Regions from separate parts of the Mus musculus genome. Here region 2 is linked to region 1. A link is a contact called in public HiChIP or PLAC-seq data. All regions are on one chromosome and are shown on one strand. The core of a region is the stretch at or near the end of the contact, and the rest is flanking DNA. Distances in the headings are between cores, read along the strand shown. Region 1 has its middle 12 kb from the start of Inpp5d. Region 2 overlaps Sag (S-antigen, retina and pineal gland (arrestin)).

Region 1 (3,941 bases), core at 934-3,433:
GAGCGAGGCTGGTGACAAAAACCCACTGCACAGTAGGCTGTATAAAAGCAGGCTAATACAGTCAGTTACAGAACAACATATTTATTTATTTGGCTTTAGTCTTTCTATATAGCTCAGGCTGGACTCAAACATGAGATCCTTCTGCCTCAGCCAGCCTCCTAAGTGCTGGTATTGTGGTATGGGACAAGAATATTTTGTAATGATAATAAACAGCCATGTTCATTTTTAACGCGTTGTGCTTTTAACCAGTATTTTGTGCTGCTCCCCCTACTTTTAAAAAGGTTTGACTGTACTACGGTGAGCCAGCGTCTTGATGACATCATTTTCTCCTGTTCCTGATTCAATCTTGCATTTTTCTGTCCATGTAACCCTCAGGGCACCAGCAGACATTACACAGCTGCCACAGCAGCAGGCCACACCTTCTAGGTCCATGGAACTTCATTTGCATCATAGGACTGCATCGACTTCTTCCAAGTCAAAGATCAAGGATACTCATGAGGAGGACGGTAGCTGTGGTTGTGAGCTGGGAAGGCTCTCTTCCCATCTGGCCCCTGCGCTCTTTCCTGTCTATCCACTCCCCTTGCTCATTTCTCTCTCCATCCAGTCTTCTCTCTGCTCCTTCTAGCTGCCACATCTCCTCTAAGTTGCCTCAGTTAGGGCACTGCTCCGTTGGACTATCATCTCGCTTCTCAGTTCCATTTGCATTTCTGCTTCTGGACGAGATCCTCAGGGTGGTCTTTACAAGTCCTACACCAGGCTTTGGACCACATCCTTAAGGTGGTCTTTGCAAGTCCTAGCATCAGGCTTCAGCAGACACAGGTTTCCTTCAAGCTTGCAAAGTTCGTTGCAACTGGTCTTAGAGCACTTGGCTGGCTTCCTGGGAACAGGCTTGCCTTGAGGATGGAACGATGGTAGCCTCAGTTCATCCTATCTCTCCTCCGTATCTCTGAAAACTCTATTGCAGCAGTTCAGATCAGACATGGAATCATACACAGGACCAGGGCCAGAGTCTGAAGGCCAGCCTTGTAACATTTGGCCCATCTGAATCACACTGTATCTCAGGAAAGTGGGGAAGACATCTCTGCTGAAGGGTGAGAGGCAGTGAAGCATGGCTGGCCTGGGGGGTTGTTTAGGATAAGATAGAAATCCTGTGTGACTCAGATGATCAGTGCCCGGAGGGCAGTGCCTTGGCCAGCACAGGATTGGGTAGACTCCTGGCACCCAATGGTGCCACAGAATGCTGGCACAGGGTGTAGCCAGCATCACTAAGAATCACCTCTGGTTAACAACCTTGCTTTGAAGGAGGATAGCATCTTACAAGTACACAGCTTACCCGCAGCTTCTACAACCCTAGGTTAGGGCCTGAGCCTTGCAGTTTCCACCGCCAGGGGGCGCCTTGACCTCTGGCCTCCCCAAGCCTGAACAACATTCAGGTGTCAATCAAGACCAGCTCGTCCCTTTTCAAATAAAGCCAGCAACAGGAACAGACTCCATTTCCCAAGAGGACAAAGAACTCATGATGTCTTGATCCGTGCTTCATGGCATAGTTGAAAACGGGAAACCTGGCTGTGACAGAAAACCAGGCAGTGACAAGATATGGGTGGGATCAAGTGGGTAGGAAGAATTGAGTAAGAACTTGAGCCAGTGTCGCCAGGACTCTTAGGGACAGGGCATAATAGTAATGATACAGTAGTAAATGAAAGAGACAAAAGACAAAAAAAACAAAAAAACAAAAACCTCAAGAACCAAAAAACCACACACAAAACCAACCAACCAACCAATAAAACAACAACAACAAACCAATTTGAAATAACCATCCCAGAAGAACGCTCTGAAGACGCTCAGTCTGGTGGCAGATTCCTAATTCATCTTTTTTTTTCCACCCTGGGACTCCATTCCCTGAGTCAAGCCCCAGACCAGAGGGTCAGCCCACCACAGTTGCCAGGCTACTTACTGCACTGTGCCATGCCTGGACCTCCTCCAACCTGTGTTCTGGTCTCCAGCACTTCCCAAGCGTGAATCACGACAGCCTCCCTTGGCAGGGCCCGCGGCCGCGCTTCCTAAACGCCTTTTCTGCCAACAGCTACCCGCTTTCTGTGGTGATTACGTGTCAGCTGCTCCCTGCTTCAGACTTTTTACCTCTTCCTCTATGCTTCCTCAGCCAGCAGCTATCTTCACTGATCTGCCAAAAACCCTCACTGTGGGTTCCAGAATCTTCTCCCCAGCCCCGTCTTCCTCCTATGCCACCCGCCCTACCCTCAGCCGACTTTGAGTTTCCGGGGTTACACCCTGGTTTAAAAAAAAATGTTTCTGAAATGGCTTTCCACTTTTGTGGGACCGGCTGCTGCCTCACCCTGGGCCATAAGCCTTTTCTGACACCTGCTGAATGCTGTCCATCTTCTTTGCCCCACCTCCTGAGCCTCTACAATAAGCCACGCCTCTAGAGCGCTTGCCCCGCTACAGGCTCCTCTTCCCACTTAACCACCACACTGTCACGTTGTGGGCACTTGTCTTAGATCACGCCCCACAACAGAATATCATGGACGGTGACTCCAACAACGCAACAACAGGTATTTATTTCTTGTCATTTAAAGGGTGGGCATCCACAATCAAGGTTCTGACATTGCTGCTTCTGCTGAGGGCTGTCTTCCTGACTGGCAGGCGGCTACCTTCCATACTTTCCTTTGAACCTACCACCTTTCTGACTTCGTTCGACTTTAGTTGCTACTTAAAAGCACCATCTCCAGAGACAGTCACTTTGGGAGTCACCACAATTCACCCCTTAACAATACCTGGACTGTAGCGATAGATTGCCTCTAGGTGCAAGCACTGCACTAACATTTATGTATGAGTTACCTCGTCCGGGCCACACAGATACTCCTCAAGGCAGACATAACCTCCAACTTCACGCCTGAGAAAGTGAGAACCAGAGAGATTAACCAACCTGCAAATTAGCAGCACACCAGAGCTCCTAGCTCATATCTGAGGATCTCAGAATGGGACTGTGTGCTGTAAGCCTTGAATTAGATAATCAGAACTTTACTGCTAGACTCTGCGATTCCTTTACTCAAAGGTTTCATTCTCCCAGAATCCTCTCCTGTCTGCAAACTCCCAAAGCTCCCCATAGCTCAGACTATTATATCCTGTGACTTCAATGACTTAGGAAACCACTACTGTCCCTCTTTGGTATTTCCTTCCCTTACAGGGACCAGACAGGAGTCCCCTTTACTCTATGCCTGAGTCTTGAATCTTTAGCCAGTTCTATTGATGGTAGCTATAATTGTAGAACACAGGCAAGCAAAATTATGGCCTCCAAATCCTGCTCCACTCCTCTGGCCAGTCCCCAGCCTCTGCTCCACCCCCACCTTCTCCCAGTCTTCACTTCTACACACCCAGTCTCCCTCACTCTTAATGTCCACAACCCCATTTGTGTTTCAGATCCTGGACATCCTCAGAGCCCCTTTCTGCCATCTCTGTCTGAAATATTCCAGCCAGACTCCCTGAACTCCAGAGAAACACAAAAAAACAGGCAGCCCCAGCCCTAGAATAACCCATGTTATGTGTCCAAACAATGTGGTAGCCAGGGACTTCTAGGCCTCCGCTGAGCACCAACCTCCTCCGTTCCCTATCTCCTGTATTCATGCTGCTCTACCCAGCTCACTTCCAGATTCATCAGACTTTAAAATTCTTCACCTCACTGCCCACAAAGAAGAGCAGATCTCCCAGACCACCCTCCTCTGCATCTGCCTTTATTCTCACACACTCTGCTCCTCCAAGGTCACCTTACTACCAAGTTGGGACTGGCTCTCAAATCTCTCATGGTCCTGGCTTTTCTCCTCTCCTCCCCACCCACTCATCCCCTTCATCTTGTGAGAGCAAGCGTGATGGTTCCTATCCTTAAAATCCCTCCCTGCCACAGGTTCTCAGCTTCGGCTATAAAT
Region 2 (3,941 bases), core at 748-3,247, 220 kb before region 1:
TGAACTCACAGAGATCTGCCTGCCTCTGCTGAGATTAAAGGTATTCAACATCACTGCCCAGCTTGGCTCCCCTCTTTCTTTACTGGGGTTCCTGCAGAGGGCTGTGGGGTTTCCTATGAGTGAAAGACAGAAGGAACCCCACTCTGAGGGTCAATTCTGGGACCTGGCTAGAGACACAGCACTCCTGGGATTCCAGAGTGGTATCTGGGCTGGACAATTCATTCTGCAGTGCACATCCTAGCAACCAGGCCTGGGCTGCAGGCAGAAGGTAGAGTATGGCTTGCAACAATGCTGGCTGGGAGCCAGCATCAGGACCACTTCCTGAATGAGTTCCCAGACATCTGGACATGTGAACTGTCTCCCATGGGAAGGACGCCCCTGTTTGCACCCCAACCCCCGGGAGTTTAAAGCAGCTTCTGCTTCTCCTGCCTCTAGTGAGTTCAGGAAACTCTTGCAAAGTTTTGCTTGAGCTAGGGGTGGCCACATCCTACCACCTGGGTTGTGGTGTTCTCTCTCTCTCTCTCTCTCTCTCTCTCTCTCTCTCTCTCTCTCTCTCTCTCTCCTCTAGCAGAAGAGGGCCTTTGGGCTAGGCTGTACTGTAGTAGAACCTGCGGAAGCCAGGCCCACAGCTGTGTTCAGGGCCATTAGGATCTCATACTGCATGGTCAGCAGCAGCTTACAACGGATGTTTGACCCGGTTTGAGGAACCCTGCCCACCAGAGCCCTGGTTGCTGGATGTGTCTGGAACAGTGCTGGGCTCTTGCAGCCTTCTGAGTGGCTTCTACATTGAGACCAATGTGATTTAGTCGTAATGGGATGGTTTTGAGAAGGGCCTTGGAGATGAGAGAAAACAACTCAGGATGTGTCTGTGAGAACATTTCCAGAGAAGATTAGCCCAGAGGGAAGGCTGCCCTGGATACAAGAGCCACCATTGCAGAGGCTAGAAACCTGGCTGTCATCAAAGGGGGAGCAGGGGTATCCTGCTAATGCCTGCATTCCTTGTTTCCTGAGCTGTTCTGCTCTGCCACGCCCACCCTGCTGTGATCAATAGAAACTGTGAATGGAAACAGATATTTCTGTGACAGTTTGTTTTCTCAGATACGTGCCTGTGCCTAAACAATGAAAAAGCTAACATGATATGGCCCCATTTCTAGACTGCTCTGCCCACCCCCGACCCCCGGGAAATCCTAGAATGGTGTCCATTCTCCCGAGGATCATTTGGTCCAAAAAGCACACAGAGTTTTGAATGAGAAACAGGAAATGGTATAGAGATACACACACACACACACACACACACACACACACACACACACACACACACACATCTGGTGTAATCTTCCTGCAAATTCTGCTACAGTAAAGGCTATCATTCTAGCCCGAGGGCCCCCTTCCATGACAGTCAAGCTGGGGGGGAGACAGACAGACAGACAGAGAGAATGAAACATGCATGCAGACACACACACACACACGTGTGTGTGTGTGTGTGTGTGTGTATATATATATATATATATATATATGTATATATAGATATATGCATATATAGATATACGCATATATATATATAGATAGATATAGATATATATATATACACACACATACATATCATAGCCCTAGCCTGGGCTAATAGCTCATTTAGTCATCTTCTGGGGGCAGGACGAGCATCTCATTCCTGTCAACACATTCCAAGGATACACAGAGCCCTTCTTGTTCCCATAGTGACCTTACTCTCTAGATTTCTCTCCTCCGGTCCCTTGTTTATAAAGACTGTTCTCCCAGCCTAAGAGATGGACCCAGAGGCAAAATAAACACATAGCCTAGCCTGCCTTGCTTCATAGCTCTTGATGGGAGAAAGGGGGAAGAAAGCAAAGGCTTTCTTTTCAGAAAAGGCAAAGTTCCCTCTTCAGAAGAGGAAGCTGACAAAGCGGGCTGCCGCCCAGGAAGTGGAAAGACACCTGCTACTTACTGTGTTTCCTCCGAGGCTACAGGCTTGACGTAATAGTCACTTGAGTAGAGAACCACATTGGCTATCTGTTCCACTGCAAAGGGAAGACAGGAGGGGGTGGTCAGGGCAGCCCCTCGTGCCTTCAAGGAGACACACAGGACCATTTGACTCTGGCTTTCTCAGCCCTCGGCTTCAAGCTGCAATTTTTCAAGGTCTGGTTGCAGGCCATTTCTGTATACCAGTGACTCACTCTGCGTTACCAAAACACCGGGCTCTGAGATTCGGCTCCAGGAAGCACCCTTCTCTCCTCCAAACCCATAATCTCTTAAAATCAAGCTTGAGGATTAAGAGAAACAATTTCAAGTTCCCATCACAGTACCCAACTTATAGAAAACTACTAATGTTTTGTTTCAGAAAATTTCACCGTTTCAAGGTCATTGGTATTATTTTCCAATATATTTTGAGAAATATTTTTTTTTTATTTTGAAAAAGGCTTTCCTGTGTAACCCAAGCTGGCCTAGAACTCACAACTCTGCCTCAGGCTCCCAAGTGCTAGGTTACAAGTATGCACCAACACACTTTGCTGAGAAGTAAATTGTTTTTAAATTTTATTTATTTATTTTATGTATATGAGTACACTGTAGTTGTACAGATGGTTGTGAGCCATCATGTGGTTGCTGGGAATTGAATTCAGGACCTCTGCTCACTCTGGCCCCACTCATTCCAGCCCAAAGATTTATTTATTACTATAAATAAGTACACTGTAGCTGTCTTCAGAAATACCAGAAGAGGGCATCTGGTCTCATTAGAAATGGTTATGAGTCACCATGTGGTTGCTGGTATTTGAACTCAGGATCTCTAGAAGAGTAGCCAGTGCTCTTAACCACTGAGCCATCTCTCCAGCCCCGAGAAGTAATTTCAAATACAAGTATGCAATGATACATGATCAATTTTGCAGCTGTTTCTGAAAGTTTGCTTCTGTTCTTTCAAAATTGAAATTACAACCCCAGGGTGACATTATTTTTAAAATTTGCATCACTGGAGGAGGCCACGAACATGTCAAGGACTTGTTGGGAGGTCAGAGGACAACTTGTGGGAAAGTCATTCTCTCCTTCCCCTACATGAGTTCCAGAGATCAAAGTCATGGCACCAGGCTGGGAAGCTGGCATTTTTGCCAGCTCATCCCAGTAGCCCAAGTGAGCATTCACTGTGAAGAGAAGGGCTTTCTGGGAAGTGATGGAGTTGTGGGGACAGCACACTCATGAGTGGATTCCGTGGCCTTAACAAGGAGGTTCCAGGAGCTTGTTGGATGAGCTGCTTGTCAGATGAATCTGCCAATGCCCTGATCCTGAACTTTCCTGTGTGCTGTCAGCTGGCCATAGCGGCACACACCTGCAACTCACTACTAGGGAGGCAGCAGTAGGAGGAGCACACGTTTGAGGCCCACATCTCAGTGTGTGTGAGCCACCTAGTTTATGGTGTTTTTGCCATAGCAGCCTGAAGGGGCAGATAGACTCTACTACACCAATCAAGGAAGCCATTGGCACTGCATACAATATGCTGAATAACTCAGGCCCATAGAGAATTAAACCAACATAAAACAAGGCTGGATTAATATTCATAATCACAAAAAGGAAAAAAAACCATAGATTCTCTAATATACATGCACACAATTCCTGACTTTCATCTTCAGTGGACGTGCAGGGAAAGTGGAACGTATGTCTGACACTGCTATAGCTGAATAATACACAGAGGTTTAATTAGCCCCTGGCTCTGGAAGCTGGAACTCCCAAGTGGTGTTGGCCTCTGATAAGGGCCTTCCTGTTTGATCATAATAGCCAAGGACCTCAAATGGCAGAGACATTTAATGGCTAATTTAAGTCTCTTTACTTCATGTCATTATAGTGTCATTATAGGCCCTTCCTCAGAACCCCATCTGACCTTAGCTACTTCCCAAAGTTTTACCTGCAAATATCATTAACATGTGAATGTGGAGATC

The links. HiChIP or PLAC-seq counts read pairs in DNA pulled down with a chosen protein or histone mark.
Region 2: a contact with region 1 is called in an H3K4me3 HiChIP or PLAC-seq map of bone marrow-derived macrophages, with 4 times the contacts expected there. The contact joins two enhancer-like sites. A contact is called at or near these places in 4 of 484 Hi-C or Micro-C datasets (CD4 T cells, CD8 T cells, centroblasts and 1 more), 4 of 115 datasets of contacts at active chromatin or transcription factors (bone marrow-derived macrophages, effector CD8 T cells, memory CD8 T cells and 1 more) and 2 of 9 other capture datasets (adipose tissue and liver).

The regions. Positions count from the first base shown.
Region 1 is chr1:87,606,058-87,609,998 of GRCm38.p6, reverse strand. No RefSeq gene overlaps it. Among named protein-coding and RNA genes, the nearest start is that of Inpp5d, 12 kb to the left of the region's middle. Within about 2 kb of position 2,183, at least 121 of the 459 cell types and tissues checked have an H3K27ac peak or open chromatin away from gene starts, as enhancers often do. A contact at or near this core is called in CD8 T cells, adipose tissue, bone marrow-derived macrophages and 3 more, where this site is marked.
Region 2 is chr1:87,826,492-87,830,432 of GRCm38.p6, reverse strand. It overlaps Sag (S-antigen, retina and pineal gland (arrestin)), which reads right to left. Exons shown (of 16, transcript NM_009118.2): 10 at 1,964-2,036. Among named protein-coding and RNA genes, the nearest start is that of Sag, 25 kb to the right of the region's middle. Within about 2 kb of position 1,997, at least 155 of the 459 cell types and tissues checked have an H3K27ac peak or open chromatin away from gene starts, as enhancers often do. A contact at or near this core is called in CD8 T cells, adipose tissue, bone marrow-derived macrophages and 3 more, where this site is marked.